Linked DNA regions of Capra hircus: region 2 is linked to region 1. The links are chromatin contacts, called in public Hi-C maps. All regions are on one chromosome and are shown on one strand. The core of a region is the stretch at or near the end of the contact, and the rest is flanking DNA. Distances in the headings are between cores, read along the strand shown. Region 1 overlaps FAM65B (protein FAM65B). Region 2 has its middle 73 kb from the start of FAM65B.

Region 1 (3,087 bases), core at 211-2,710:
TTTAGCAACGGCTCCAATAACTACTGAGATTTCAAAGTATTGAAATGATTTCTCAGGATGCCTGCAACAGTTGATGTAACATAAACGTAGACTTTTACCAGGTCCCAGTCGTATGGCTGTGGCTTGTTTTCTCCATTCATGATATACAGACATACTAGATTTCAGTTAGAGGTTAGTGGAAATAGCAACATGACTTTTCCTTTTTTCCCTCATCCAAGTTGATGGAGCACAGCTAAGAATCTCTGGCTTAGAAGCAGCCCTAGTTCAGGAGACCTCATTTCCACACATCTCTGAAGTCAGAAGAGCAGTTGCCAGTGAGAGTGGCCATTTTCAGTACACACGCTGAAGACAGAGCAGCGGCCTGTGCCTGTCTCAAAACTTTTGTAGGGTGTTGCAGAAAAACCCACCCGTGGAACCCTGCTCAGTGTTAGGTGACAGCCTGGATGGGAAGGGAGTTCGGGGGAGAATGGATACTTATATGTGTATGGCTGAATCCCTTTGCTGTCTACCTGAAACTATCACCATTATTGTTAGTTGGGTATACCCCAATATAAAATAAAAAGCTTTAAGAAAAAAAAAAAAGAAATAACCACCCCTGGTCAGGTGCCAAGACACGACATCATATTTGCTCACAAATTCAAGGTTGTTTTGTAATTTCAGCGAGAGGAGAAGGAAGGCCAGGACATCGGTAGCTTCTTACCTCACTTGACATCAGGTGGATTTGTGTCTTCACATAACCACAAAAAAACAGGGATATTATCACAAAGAGGGTTTAGGAATTGATGGTTCTGGGAAACTTTTGCAATGGCAGCAGCTGCCTGGGGGAGACAGAAGACAATTCTGACTGTGGGTGTCCTCAGCTGTTAAACTAGCTGTCCTCTGCCCCCACCAAGTTTCCTAAAGACTGGTCACAGTCCTGACATGTAGGATAACATTGTTGATAGATTTCTAGAAACAGTAATGCATTCCTTCCCAGAGACACCCAGTGCTCAGAGGAAGAAAATTGGTTTACAAAACTGAGACTTTGTTTTCAAAACTTTCCAGCTGCACAGAGTTCAACCTCAGGAAGTTTTCCCCAACTTTCTGAGCTATTTGAGGTACTGACATTTAAGAGTCAGAACCCCTAGCTTGCAAGTTAATCCTGAAGCCCTCTGCAAACAAAATCCAAATGGAAGCAACCCCTCAGCCAGGATGGGAGGGGAGTTTAGGGAAGAATGAATACATGTGTATGTATGGCTGAATCCCTTCACTCACCACCTGAAACTCTCACAACATTGTTAATTGGCTGTACCCCAATACAAAATAAAAAGTTTTAAAAAAGGATAGCATATGGAAGCAGCCCTTGTCCATGCTCACTGATCTGCCCAAGCCACAGGCCCGAGCCCCCAAAATGTGATGGGGGAAGAGCCTGCAGATACTGCCCCTGGGTGTCTGTGTGGGGCAGGGGGCGGCAAAAGCGTGCTCAGGAGGCTGGCACAGGGCCTTCTTCAAACACCAGAGGTGACAGCTGTGTGCTGTGCTTAGTCGCTCAGTCATGTCTGACTCTTTGTGACCCCATGGACTGTAGCCCCCCAGGCTCCTCTGTCCATGGGATTCTCCAGGCAAGAATACTGGAGTGAGTTGCCATGCTGTTCTCCCAGGGATCTTCCCAAGCCAGGTCTCCTGCACCGCAGGCAGATTCTTTACCGTCTGAGTCACTAGGGAAGCCCAAGAATACTGGAGTGGGTCGCCTATCCCTTCTCCAGCAGATCTTCCCAACCCAGGAATCGAACCAGGGTCTCTTGCATTGCAGGTGGATTCTTTACCAGCTGAGCTACCACCCAAAGCTTAAACTGGCCCCTGCAGGAGGGCCTCCATGGGGGCAGCCCCCAGCCACAGCGCTTTTTCCTCTTGATTTCTAACTGTAGCTGCTCTGTTGTTTAGGTCCTCAGACACTGAGGAAGTAGGCTGGGTGGTTAGACATCTAACCACAGGCAGAGATGGTGACGCTCCTTTGCTTCCACTGTTCCTTCAACATTAGACGAGGAGAGGACGTTTGTCCAAGAGTCATTTTGGGGGCCTCCTGGCACGGCAGCAGGAATCCTGCCTCACTCGCTTGGAGTATAGTTGAACTTCTTAGCTCTTTTGACTCCAAATTATTGTAAAGAAAAGTTTCAAACCTACAGAAAAGACTAGAATGTCGACCATCATATTACTTTATTTAGACTTACCAGTTGCGAACATTTTGCCATATTTGCTTTCCTTCTCCTGCATATACTCAGTTTTTTCCCTTTTTACTAAGTCATTCGATAGTAAGTGGTAAATAATGTGACATTTCACCCCATAAATATTTTAGCACGGATGCTTTAATGAGAACCTACGTAACACATGTATTCTTTGCATAACCACACACCATTATCACAGCAAAGAAAATTAATTACCAGTCATTGAATAGAATGATCTAACATCCTGTACATTTTCAGATTTCTCTTATTTGGTCCAATAATGTCTTTCATAACTCTTTTACTTTATTTACTTTCAAATCAGGATGGAATCAGAGTTAACACATTACATTTGGTTGTTATGTCTCTTTAATCGCTTTTAACTAGAATTTCTATCCAGTAGTACTACTGTCTTTTTATATAATCCAGGCCAGTTCTTTTAGAATCTCCCACATTCCAGATCTATCTGACTGTTTATAAGTTAATTTGGTCTCCTGTGCTCTAAATTTCCCACACACTAGAAGGCTCATATAGGCTTAGATAAAACATTTTGTCAAGGTTGCTCCATGAGCAGGGTCGTGTAACTCATCACAAACAGGTAAATGCCTCTGGTTTGAGCAGTGGTTATGAGAACATGGTGTGCTTTGAGAGAAGCTTCGTTCTAACACTGGTCCCCTGTGCTCTTTCTAGAACATGTGCGCCATTGAAGCGGAGCTGGAGAAGCAGCTGGGGGAGTTCTCCATCAAGATGAAAGGTATCCTCCCCTCTGTTTAGAGAGGCGGGCGTCAGCCCTGCAGAGCTCCTCCAGGCGTCACATCACATACTCTATTGTCCTTGCAAAGATACTAGGCCACCTTCTCTTAGCCCTCCCCACTTAATTTATTGA
Region 2 (3,298 bases), core at 114-2,613, 150 kb before region 1:
TGTTTTCAAATGTCAGTGCCTGGGCCCACACCAAGTAATTACATCAATGTCTCTGGGAGTGGAGCCTGGGGAAGAACATTTTTTGGAAGCAGCCACAATAGGGACCACTGTCCTGGAGGAGTCAATTACACAAGCTTGTGAAAAGTGCCTCGATGCCTATAAATCGCTATACAAATCAGAATTTTTGTCTTTTAATTTCATTAAACTGACCCTCATGGAATGTGGGCTATGTATCCTAGAGGACCTTGTTCTAGAGAAGATGAAGGAAACTAAAACCTAATCTTTGCCACTGGGGATTTACCAGACTAGCAACTCACCAGATAGTAGAGATGTGTGTTATCTTGTAATTGTGTATTATGAAGGGTAACACAGTCAGGTCATGGTCGAGGGCTTATGCCTGGCCATTATCATTGTACCTCTCTGCTTATCTGCACGTAAGTAGACAGAGCATCCAGAAGGTTCTCAGGACAAAGGCCATGTCTTACCTACCTGGTACGCCAACAGCAGGCACAGTGCCCTGCACTGGGAATGAATAAAGTCCTGGTGGGACCTGAAAGGGGAAGAGAGGGAGGGTCACTTCTGCTTGGGAAGATGGGCCAAGGCTTCACAGAGAGACTGACATTTCCAGGGGGCCTTCAATGGATGGTTAGGACTTTCAGAGAGAAGCAGACAGGCCTGGGAGTTCTGAGCAACTGCGACAGTGTCATCAAGAGTCATGGAGAATGGCAGAGGCCACAGTGGTGAAGGGGGACTGGAAGGCAGGGAGATGAAGGCAGGGAGACCCAGTAGCACATAACGGAGTGGTGGGTCTGAAAGCAGGTGGTGGGGGGGCCATAGTGTGGCAGGGAAAGGGGGCAGTAGGTAGGAGTGGCAGGACTCAGCCAAGAGAAGAGAAGGACTTCCAAGGGTGGGACAGGTAGTGAATAAGCACGAGTCACGGTTTGTATTGAAAAGAAACCACGTCAGTGCTGAGGATGCGAAAATAGATCAGAAGGTCCTCTGGGCTTAGTCCTTCTTCAGAAAGGGAAAGTCAACCCTTATGAAGAAAATGAAGTCCTCTGGGGTACAGACCATGACTGCTGCTGCTGCTGCTGCTGCTGCTAGGTGGGCCATATAAGGTCCAGCTGACCATGCAAACACAGAACACCCTCATCATGCATTTGATAGTTTTTTCTTCATCTTATTGAGAAGATCGGGATACTGGCCATTTTCCCAAGCAGTATTAGGAAGACATTTTTTTAAAAACCGTCCACAGGCAAATCACAGTAGCAACTTGTGTGAAGCTAATCTAATAATTGCCCCTGGACCTTGGCTCCAAGAACCCCACCCAGCGTCTGGTTGAGCAAGAGGCTCACTCGGAACCTGGCGTGGAGACTCACGCGACATCCCATTCCAGGGCCGCGGGGCCTGGGCAGCAGCACCACACAGCATATGGCTTCTGGTTCCTCTAGGCTTTCAACCACCACAAAATTTGTTTGTTTTTCCCCAAAGGAGAGTGCTGTCTGGAAGCCAAAAAAGGAGAACGCTTCCTCTTTCTTAGCCCAGCTTAGATAGCTGTGCTGTGACCACCTGTTCTATCTGACTTCCTCTTCCAAACCCCTCTTCTTCTGTCAGTAGAATTCTCAGAACTCTCAGAGCTTTGTAAGTATTATCAGAAGCTTTTGCAAGACCAGTTGGTGATACAGTCTGTGCTCTATAGAACTGTCTCCACACTCAATGACTCATCTGCCCTTGGAGGACATGGGGGTGAAATGTACAAGCAGGAATGGAGAGTTCCAGGGCACTCTCGCTTGAACTGTGGTGCAGGCTTATGAATGCTCAACAGTAGAAGGAGATTGGCATTTGTGGGGGCAAGACAGGGAGAGAGGTTTGAAAGGGAGATGAAGCTTTAAGGCCAATAGACAATGATTTTGCCCTCAAAGAGAAACTAGTAATTTTTTTCAGATCTATCTTCTTTAGGCTATAAACCTCATGAGAACCATGAGGGGCTATGGCACCGTCATAGTTCATTTTTACCCCATAAAGTACTGACAGATACATAGTAGGTGCTTAATAAATGTTTATTGAATGAATGAACAAATGAATAAAGGTAGAACAGAGTCATAAGAGCATTGAAAAATAAGCCATTTAAAAATATACATTAATGTAAGAAGAGAGAACTGCGTTTATACATATTAACAGAATTCCTCTCTGGGGAGAAGGATTAGAGATTATTCTAATTGTTTTCCTTTTATAATTTTTTGTGATGGTTTCTATAATTGGCTCTTGTGTTTGCTTAATAGAAATGTTTTAAAGTAAAGATTCAAAATTTTAAAGGTCTGGACGGGGAGATACAACATGTAAAGCAGTTTTGTGTTGGGCATGTAATTATGAAGTTTCCTTTTGTTCACTTTCTGAAGTTCTGTTGCTTTTATCATCTGAAATAGTTTAATAAGTGTCTTAGTTCAGGCTGCTATGACAAAATGCTGTAGACTGGGTGGTTTATGTGTGTGCTAAGTCACTTTAGTCGTGTTCAACCCTGTGCGGCCCTATGGACTGTAGCCCACCAGGCTCTTCTGTCCATGGGATTCTCCAGGCAAGAACACTGGAGTGGGCTGCCATTTCCTTCTCCAGGGGATCTTCCTGGACAGAAATTCATTTCTCACAGTCAGGATGCTGGCAGATTCAGCACTGGTTTAGGCCACTTCCTGATTCATAGGTAGTGTGTCCTCTTGGGTTCTCAAATGGAAAAAGGGATAAGGGTCTCGCTGGGGTCTCTTTTATAAGGATACTGATCCTGTTCATGACCTAAGCACCTCCCAACGGCCCCACCTTCTAACACCGCCTCACTGGGGAGTTGGTATTTCAGCATAGGATTTTCAGGGGACACAGACATTCAGTTCACACACCAGCTTAGTGAGTTATCTTGGTAGGAGCACCACATTGTGTAAAGGCTGGGATCCCAGAGTTCGCTAACCACAAAGAAAATATCAACTTTAAGAGGAGAAGTAAGTGAAGAACTGAGCTCTATTATGGCATATCTTTCAGTTGGTAAAACACACACACACACACACATTAATAGAGATTTTCTTTTTTAAATCCCTCTTGGGGGACCTTCCCTCATGATCTAGTGGTCAAGACTTCATCTTCCCATGCAGGAGGTGCGGGTTCAATCCCTGGTCAGAGAGCTAAGATCCCACATGCCTCATGGCCAAAAAAAACAAAACACAGAACAGAAGCAATATTGTAACAAATTCAATAAAAACTTAAGATGGGGGAAAATCCCCCTTGGAATTTTTCAAGTCCCGCATCACATTCA

The links. Hi-C and Micro-C count contacts between places; a contact is called where the count stands out from the background.
Region 2: a contact with region 1 is called in a Hi-C map of liver, with 2.2 times the contacts expected there. The contact joins two enhancer-like sites. A contact is called at or near these places in 3 of 5 Hi-C or Micro-C datasets (blood and liver).

What each region holds. Positions count from the first base shown.
Region 1 is chr23:17,007,859-17,010,945 of ARS1.2, reverse strand. It overlaps FAM65B (protein FAM65B), which reads left to right. Exons shown (of 22, transcript XM_005696773.3): 8 at 2,892-2,955. Among named protein-coding and RNA genes, the nearest start is that of C23H6orf229, 40 kb to the right of the region's middle. Within about 2 kb of position 1,460, at least 1 of the 5 cell types and tissues checked has an H3K27ac peak or open chromatin away from gene starts, as enhancers often do.
Region 2 is chr23:17,153,761-17,157,058 of ARS1.2, reverse strand. No RefSeq gene overlaps it. Among named protein-coding and RNA genes, the nearest start is that of FAM65B, 73 kb to the right of the region's middle. Within about 2 kb of position 1,363, at least 1 of the 5 cell types and tissues checked has an H3K27ac peak or open chromatin away from gene starts, as enhancers often do.